2 separate regions of the Mus musculus genome follow, and region 2 is linked to region 1. A link is a contact called in public HiChIP or PLAC-seq data. All regions are on one chromosome and are shown on one strand. The core of a region is the stretch at or near the end of the contact, and the rest is flanking DNA. Distances in the headings are between cores, read along the strand shown. Region 1 has its middle 23 kb from the start of Mir3067. Region 2 holds the start of Med6 (mediator complex subunit 6).

Region 1 (2,945 bases), core at 380-2,879:
TATCTTTCTGGCCAAGTATCTCCAAAGCTTCTAACTGATCTGTAAGATCATGGCTATCCCATTAATGAGGTTCAAATCTTTCCCAGGAGGCTTGACCTGTTTTTGCTGAACAAGCAGGGGAATGAGAAGTTAGATCTTTCATGAAGTACCACCAAGACCTTCAACCCTTCACCACAGATCTGTATGTCTTCTGCAACTTTTTTTTTTTAAACTAAAAAAGCCCTAACTTTGGTCACATCCTGTCTAATACTTCCTTTGCTGGGTAAGCCAGCCAGTGGTCTCTTGTCATTTCTCATCAACAAAGGACAGATCAACCTGAACAATCCTTTCTGTGTGCTACTTCTACATCTGGCAGCCACCTTAACAATGTGACCTTAGCACTCCCTTTGCTCTGCACCATCTCCTCCTTAATAGGATAGATTCCAGGAAAACCCTTTGTCCAGATCCTCTTAACAGGACTATTGATTCTAGTTAATGGTTGATGATCCTGTATGTGGTAAGCGGAGCCTGTTCCCAAACTCAAGGCTATCTTTTAGTAATCTGCACACTTGATACAAGGGAGTGCTATGCACGGGGGTACTGCCTGTCTACAAGGTAGTAAACAGGTATCACACTGCTGATATAACTCAATCAGGAGAGACCAGGATGAGCTGCAATACAGTTCACCCCTCATGACTTCGGTGGCTAAAACACAAAGAGATAACCTAGACTTAGTGTCAGCTGGGGCACTTCTTTGTACTGTCCTTATTAGGGATCCATGTCAAGGAAGACTCCTTCCCTCTTGATTATGGAAGCAAAGAAAGAGAAATGTGGTAAATTGCACTCTGGTGCCTATTCAGAATGAAATATATTACCAACTTGGGGAGGAAAGAATTTATCTGGATTACATGTTCCAAATAGAGTCTATCACAAAGGGAATTGGGGACAAGAGCTGGAAGCAGGAGAAGAGGCAAAAATGGGGGAACACTGCTCACTGGCTCTCTCCCCTGGTTTGCTCAGTTACTTTTCATATACAACCCAGGGCCATCTGCCAATGAAAGTGGCACTGCCCACAGTGGCCTGGGTCCTCCTACATTGATCGTCAATCAAGACAATGCTCCCCCGGGATTGCCAAACTTATGGAGGCAATAACTCAGTTGACATTCCTTCTGCCTAGATATGTCCTAGGTTTGTATCATGTTGACAAAAACTAAGCCCCACAGTCATATTGCTCATGTTCCAGTGACTAAAGGGGTCACACGGCCCCACCCGACTATACAACAGTGAAGAAATAGAATCAGGAGTATTTTGTAAAAACTCTCGACTATTATGATGTAGATTATCTTAGTGTGATTTTAACTGGGCAGTGTGTGTACTGTCTAAGAGTAAAGAAACTTGCTTATTCCATTTTGTGCAATGCATTTTGCCCATGGCTTCTGACAAATGTGGCATGTTCATAACAACCACCATTCCCCTTGCTCAGCAAAGTGGGGAGGTGAATACCAGTTTCCCTTCTGTGAGAAGTCAGCACCCCACCTAGAGACTGTATCGGATGCCCTGTAGGAACGCTGCCACCCTCACAGTGTGGGCAGGAGAAGAGAAGTTGGAGGGGAAAGAGCAGGTTCAGGTAACATTGGAGGAGAATAGCTGGCTGAGACATCCCAGTGCCCTGTGCTATGCATGTGAGAACCTTGTGACTTCTGTAATCATTAGTTTGACCCATGCCCTATTGAATCATCTTCCATTAATGAGAGTCAAGGCTGTTTCACAAGCTCAGTTCCAATCAATCATGCAACTCAATATGCAACTTGCTTTAGTCTCCCTCCCCTCTCTGCCCTAGCACAGTGTCTTGGTCCATGACTGTTACAACACAGTGGAACAGTGGTCTGGCTCCAAGTCACTCCACTGGTTTATAACTGTTCTTCATGATGGAGTCAGAAGGAGGAAAAAGGAGAGAAGCCATGAGGGTCTCTGAGCAGTATCCTTCTGTGTTTATTGTAGCCACATCTCAGTTTAATGCTTATTCTATTTCCCATTGTACTAGGGGCCCTCTGTTAGAGCTTATATGGAGCACATGTCAGGTCCTGGAGTAAACCTCCCCATTGTTTAATCCTTCCTCATTGATTCGGCCAGTTCAGTTTTGGTGTGACCTTTCTATATCTTCCCATGTGAATATACCATGTATTCATGGTATCCATGTCCATTTTGATCTAGGGCCCCTGCTTCTGCTTTTCTATTGCGGCTGCAGCCTGACTCTCTGATAGGGTTTCCATTCATGGAACTTCGCTCACTGAAGCCCTGCCCAAAACTGGAAAGGCAGGCTGATCTTCAGCTGTTTCTTGTCTTAGCTCTTCACCCCCATGCCCCTTCAGTGTGTAGACGAGGCTGGCCACCAACTCTGCTGCATGTTGTTGGTGGTGGTGGTGGTGGCAGCAGCAGCATGGAGTCCAGCTGGAACACGAGGTGACAAACTTGCAGCTGTGACTTGTGACGAGCTGGTGGTCCCACTGCTTTTAGAATGTTTCTCCTATAGCTCTGGAGAAGACAGGGACATAGATGGAAACCGAAAGGCAGTATGACTACAGCACTCAGTATATAATACAATACTTTGGGGAGTTGTAAGGACATTGGTGGGGAAGGACTGAAATCGGGCTATTTAAATTACCCATGTGGAACTTTGTACCTTCCCCAACAAGCTATAAGGCTGAACTTGCACAACAGCACCCCATCATCAAGTCAAAGAGATACAGAGGGAACAGCTTAGTCAGGTCAAGAATGCATCTGTAGGTTACATAAACACTTGGCTAAGATGCTCATGGTAACTGATTATATCTGCAGCTGTATTCCCTCTGTCTGAGACACTCTTTGAGCTTAATTCAAAATGCCTCTGTGCAGTGTGCCAACCAGCTCCATTTAGACCTGGACAGTGTCGTGCTCTAGCACTGCTCAGGAATGACCCTCTGTCC
Region 2 (2,943 bases), core at 245-2,744, 410 kb after region 1:
TCTGTTCTCATGGCAAATTTATATACTTTTATTACTAATTCTTTTTTTAAATTAATTTATTTTATAATTGCAAGTACACTGTGGCTATCTTCAGACAGACCAGAAAAGGGCATCAGATCCCATTACAGATGGTTGTGAGCCACCATGTGGTTGGTGGAATTTGAACTCAGGATCTCTGAAGAGCAATCAGTACTCTTAACCCGCTAAGCCATCTCTCTAGCCCCCTTATTACTAATTCTTATTCCATAACCAGAATCACAGATAATCTGCTCCCACTAAATTGTGAGTTTTTATTCATCAGGAATGAGCATAATAATCACTAAATGCTTCCAATCCATGCCTGAAGGTCAAGGCAAGTATGACTTACTTTATTATTCACAGATCTCAATCAATTTAAACAGCCTCATGTATCCATGGACATTCATCTACAAAAACTGAAATGAAAAGTCAAGTCTGAAAATAAAAGGTAAGTTGTGATCACTTCATAAACAGAATATACCAAAAACCAAGCAGATTTAACCTTCTCACTAATGCAGTCATCACTCTTCCAAGCTACCTCTAATTTCTGTCCATCCCAGAAAAGCCCTGGTTTCGTTTTGTTTTCCTTTTTTTGTTTCTAATTCTATCCCTGACTTTTACACTACTGTCAGCAGCTAAAATGATCTAGTAAAGAAATGCGTAAATGAAAAAAAAAAAAGACAAAGTCAGAATATGCCGTCCCTGTTGACTGTTCTCTCACATTTATCTTTCCAGATCTTCTCTTCTACATCTCCTCCCTATGCCAGCTTCTCTGCCATTCCTCTAAACACCAGACACATTACAATTACGCTAACAAATCTAAGTAATAAGCAATCCACTATGTACATGTATGAAATTGCCAAGAGGAAGAATGAAATATACACAAGCAAAAACAAACTGCTAAACAAAATGCTACCCGACCAAGAAGCTAGTAAGAGGTTGAGTCTCCATTCATTTATTTATTCTTACTCAATGAAAATATACCTCTACTGCTCAGCTTGCCGAAGGCAACCACTGAATGAATGATAAGTGAAAGGTATTATAGGCTAAAATTTAAAATTATTAATAAGAAGACGGGGATTTCTGTCCGGGGACCCATAAGGTGGGATCAGCCCTTATCTTATTCCACTTCTCTCTTCCGAAAAGCTATCCCTTCGCCCCGACATAACGCCCAGCATTGTGAGAGAAACCCCTAAATTGTTTCTAGTTTTTCCGCATCTACCCTTTTAAAGAGACTCGTCAGAAAACGGGAAAGCGCGACCCCTTTTCGTTAGATTAGAGCCTTAGGGTATCCAGGAGCCACTCAGAAGAACTTGAGAGACCTCACAAAAGAGGGTAACGCTGACTTCCGCAAGCTATGAAACCCCAGTAAACCACAATCTGGTAAGGGGAGCATAAAATTAATTACCTCGGATATCCACCGCCGCCATAATTCCAAAAGCGCTATAAGAGCCTCCTTCCGGCGCACAGTAAAGGCGATGACTACCGCGACGGAAGCGGAGGCTGCCGGCCGTACGGTTAGCGGGGAGGTCAAAAGTATTCACGCGGAGCGCGGCGGCAGGAAAAAAAAAAAGTGTTTGGGGGCGGGGATGAGACCTAAAGTGGGTGGAGCCGGGTTGAGCTTTGGTCGTTGGACACGGGCGGGAAAGAAGAAGGCGTGTCACAGGGTGGCGGCGGGGAGGGGAGGGGATTGGGACACGCAGAAGGATGGCGCAGGGAAGGCGGGGCCTGTAGACCTGTGGAGTAAGAAGATAAAGAATGACCCCCTCGCTTAGATGCCAAACTGCAGCTGGCAGAGGTTGTAGTAACAGAGCCAGAACAAAACAAACAAACAAAAAATAAGCAAAGCGTTAGGCCCAAACAGTGGGGAAAGTAATTTCATTTACAAGTAAAGAGGTTAAACAGAGCGCTGCCTCGTGCTCACTACTAACATTCTAAAATTCTCTAAACCAAGGCTTTCACTTGTAATCCCATCTCTCAGGAGGCAGAGCCAAGTGCATAACAAATTTGGGGCCAGCCTGGACTACACACAGAGACAGTATTTTTAAAAACCTCATGAGTATAAAAACAAACTGTTAGACTTAGGAGCTCCGTTTTTCACCTTATCTCAAGCAGAGAAAATCAAGAGACTTTGTTATTCCTGTTATTGAACCAACTAAAAACCTAAACCAGTTAAAAACCTGTAGCATTTTATGACTAAATTTCAAGAGATAGGAAGGGAATTCAGGGGTGAATTATTAACAAGATTAAAAAGAGAAAAGGAACTGGGCGTGGTGGCGCATGCCTTTAATCCCAGCCTGGTCTACAAAGTGAGTTCCAGGACAGCCAGGGCTATACAGAGAAACCCTGTCTCAAAATAAATAAATAAATAAATAAATAAATAAATAAATAAATAAATAAATAAATAAATCAATAAATAAATAAATCAATAAATAAAATTTTTAAATGAGAGAAAAGGAACGAAAAAACAACAACAAAAAAGAGAGAGAGAGAGAGAGAAGAGGAATTCCTTGAGTAGTGTCTAAACACTTGAAGGCAGGGAACAATTCTGTGATGTGAGGAAGCCATAGAAACCCACAACAGAACGTTCTGTCTCTAGTGTGGTTTTCTAAAAGCAAAATGATGGAGATGCTTACAAACAAGATACAGAAACTGAGAGGAGAACCCCAAAACCTGAAGGAAGGAACCTAAATTCACAAAACTAAGGACTACCTAGGCTCCCCCAGCATGTAACCAGAATCCACAAACAAGGCAGGAGAACCATTAATTTAACTGGGACTTTTCGACTCACAGATCAAAGAATTCCACATTTTAAATTCTCAGCATAATAAATACATCACACACACACACACACACACACACACACACACACACACACACACGTTGGTTTTCAAGACAAGATTTTTTAGCTGTCCTGGAACTTGG

Evidence for each region. HiChIP or PLAC-seq counts read pairs in DNA pulled down with a chosen protein or histone mark.
Region 2: an H3K27ac HiChIP or PLAC-seq map of hepatocytes shows a contact between it and region 1, with 9 times the contacts expected there. The contact joins the promoter of Med6 here to the enhancer-like site in region 1. A contact is called at or near these places in 3 of 484 Hi-C or Micro-C datasets (cerebellum, embryonic stem cells and muscle stem cells) and 3 of 115 datasets of contacts at active chromatin or transcription factors (extraembryonic endoderm stem cells, hepatocytes and intestinal villus epithelium).

What each region holds. Positions count from the first base shown.
Region 1 is chr12:81,188,107-81,191,051 of GRCm38.p6, forward strand. No RefSeq gene overlaps it. Among named protein-coding and RNA genes, the nearest start is that of Mir3067, 23 kb to the left of the region's middle. Within about 2 kb of position 1,630, at least 8 of the 459 cell types and tissues checked have an H3K27ac peak or open chromatin away from gene starts, as enhancers often do. A contact at or near this core is called in extraembryonic endoderm stem cells and hepatocytes, where this site is marked.
Region 2 is chr12:81,593,514-81,596,456 of GRCm38.p6, forward strand. Med6 (mediator complex subunit 6) reads right to left here and starts at 1,495. Exons shown (of 8, transcript NM_001347384.1): 1 at 1,427-1,495. The coding sequence starts at 1,448.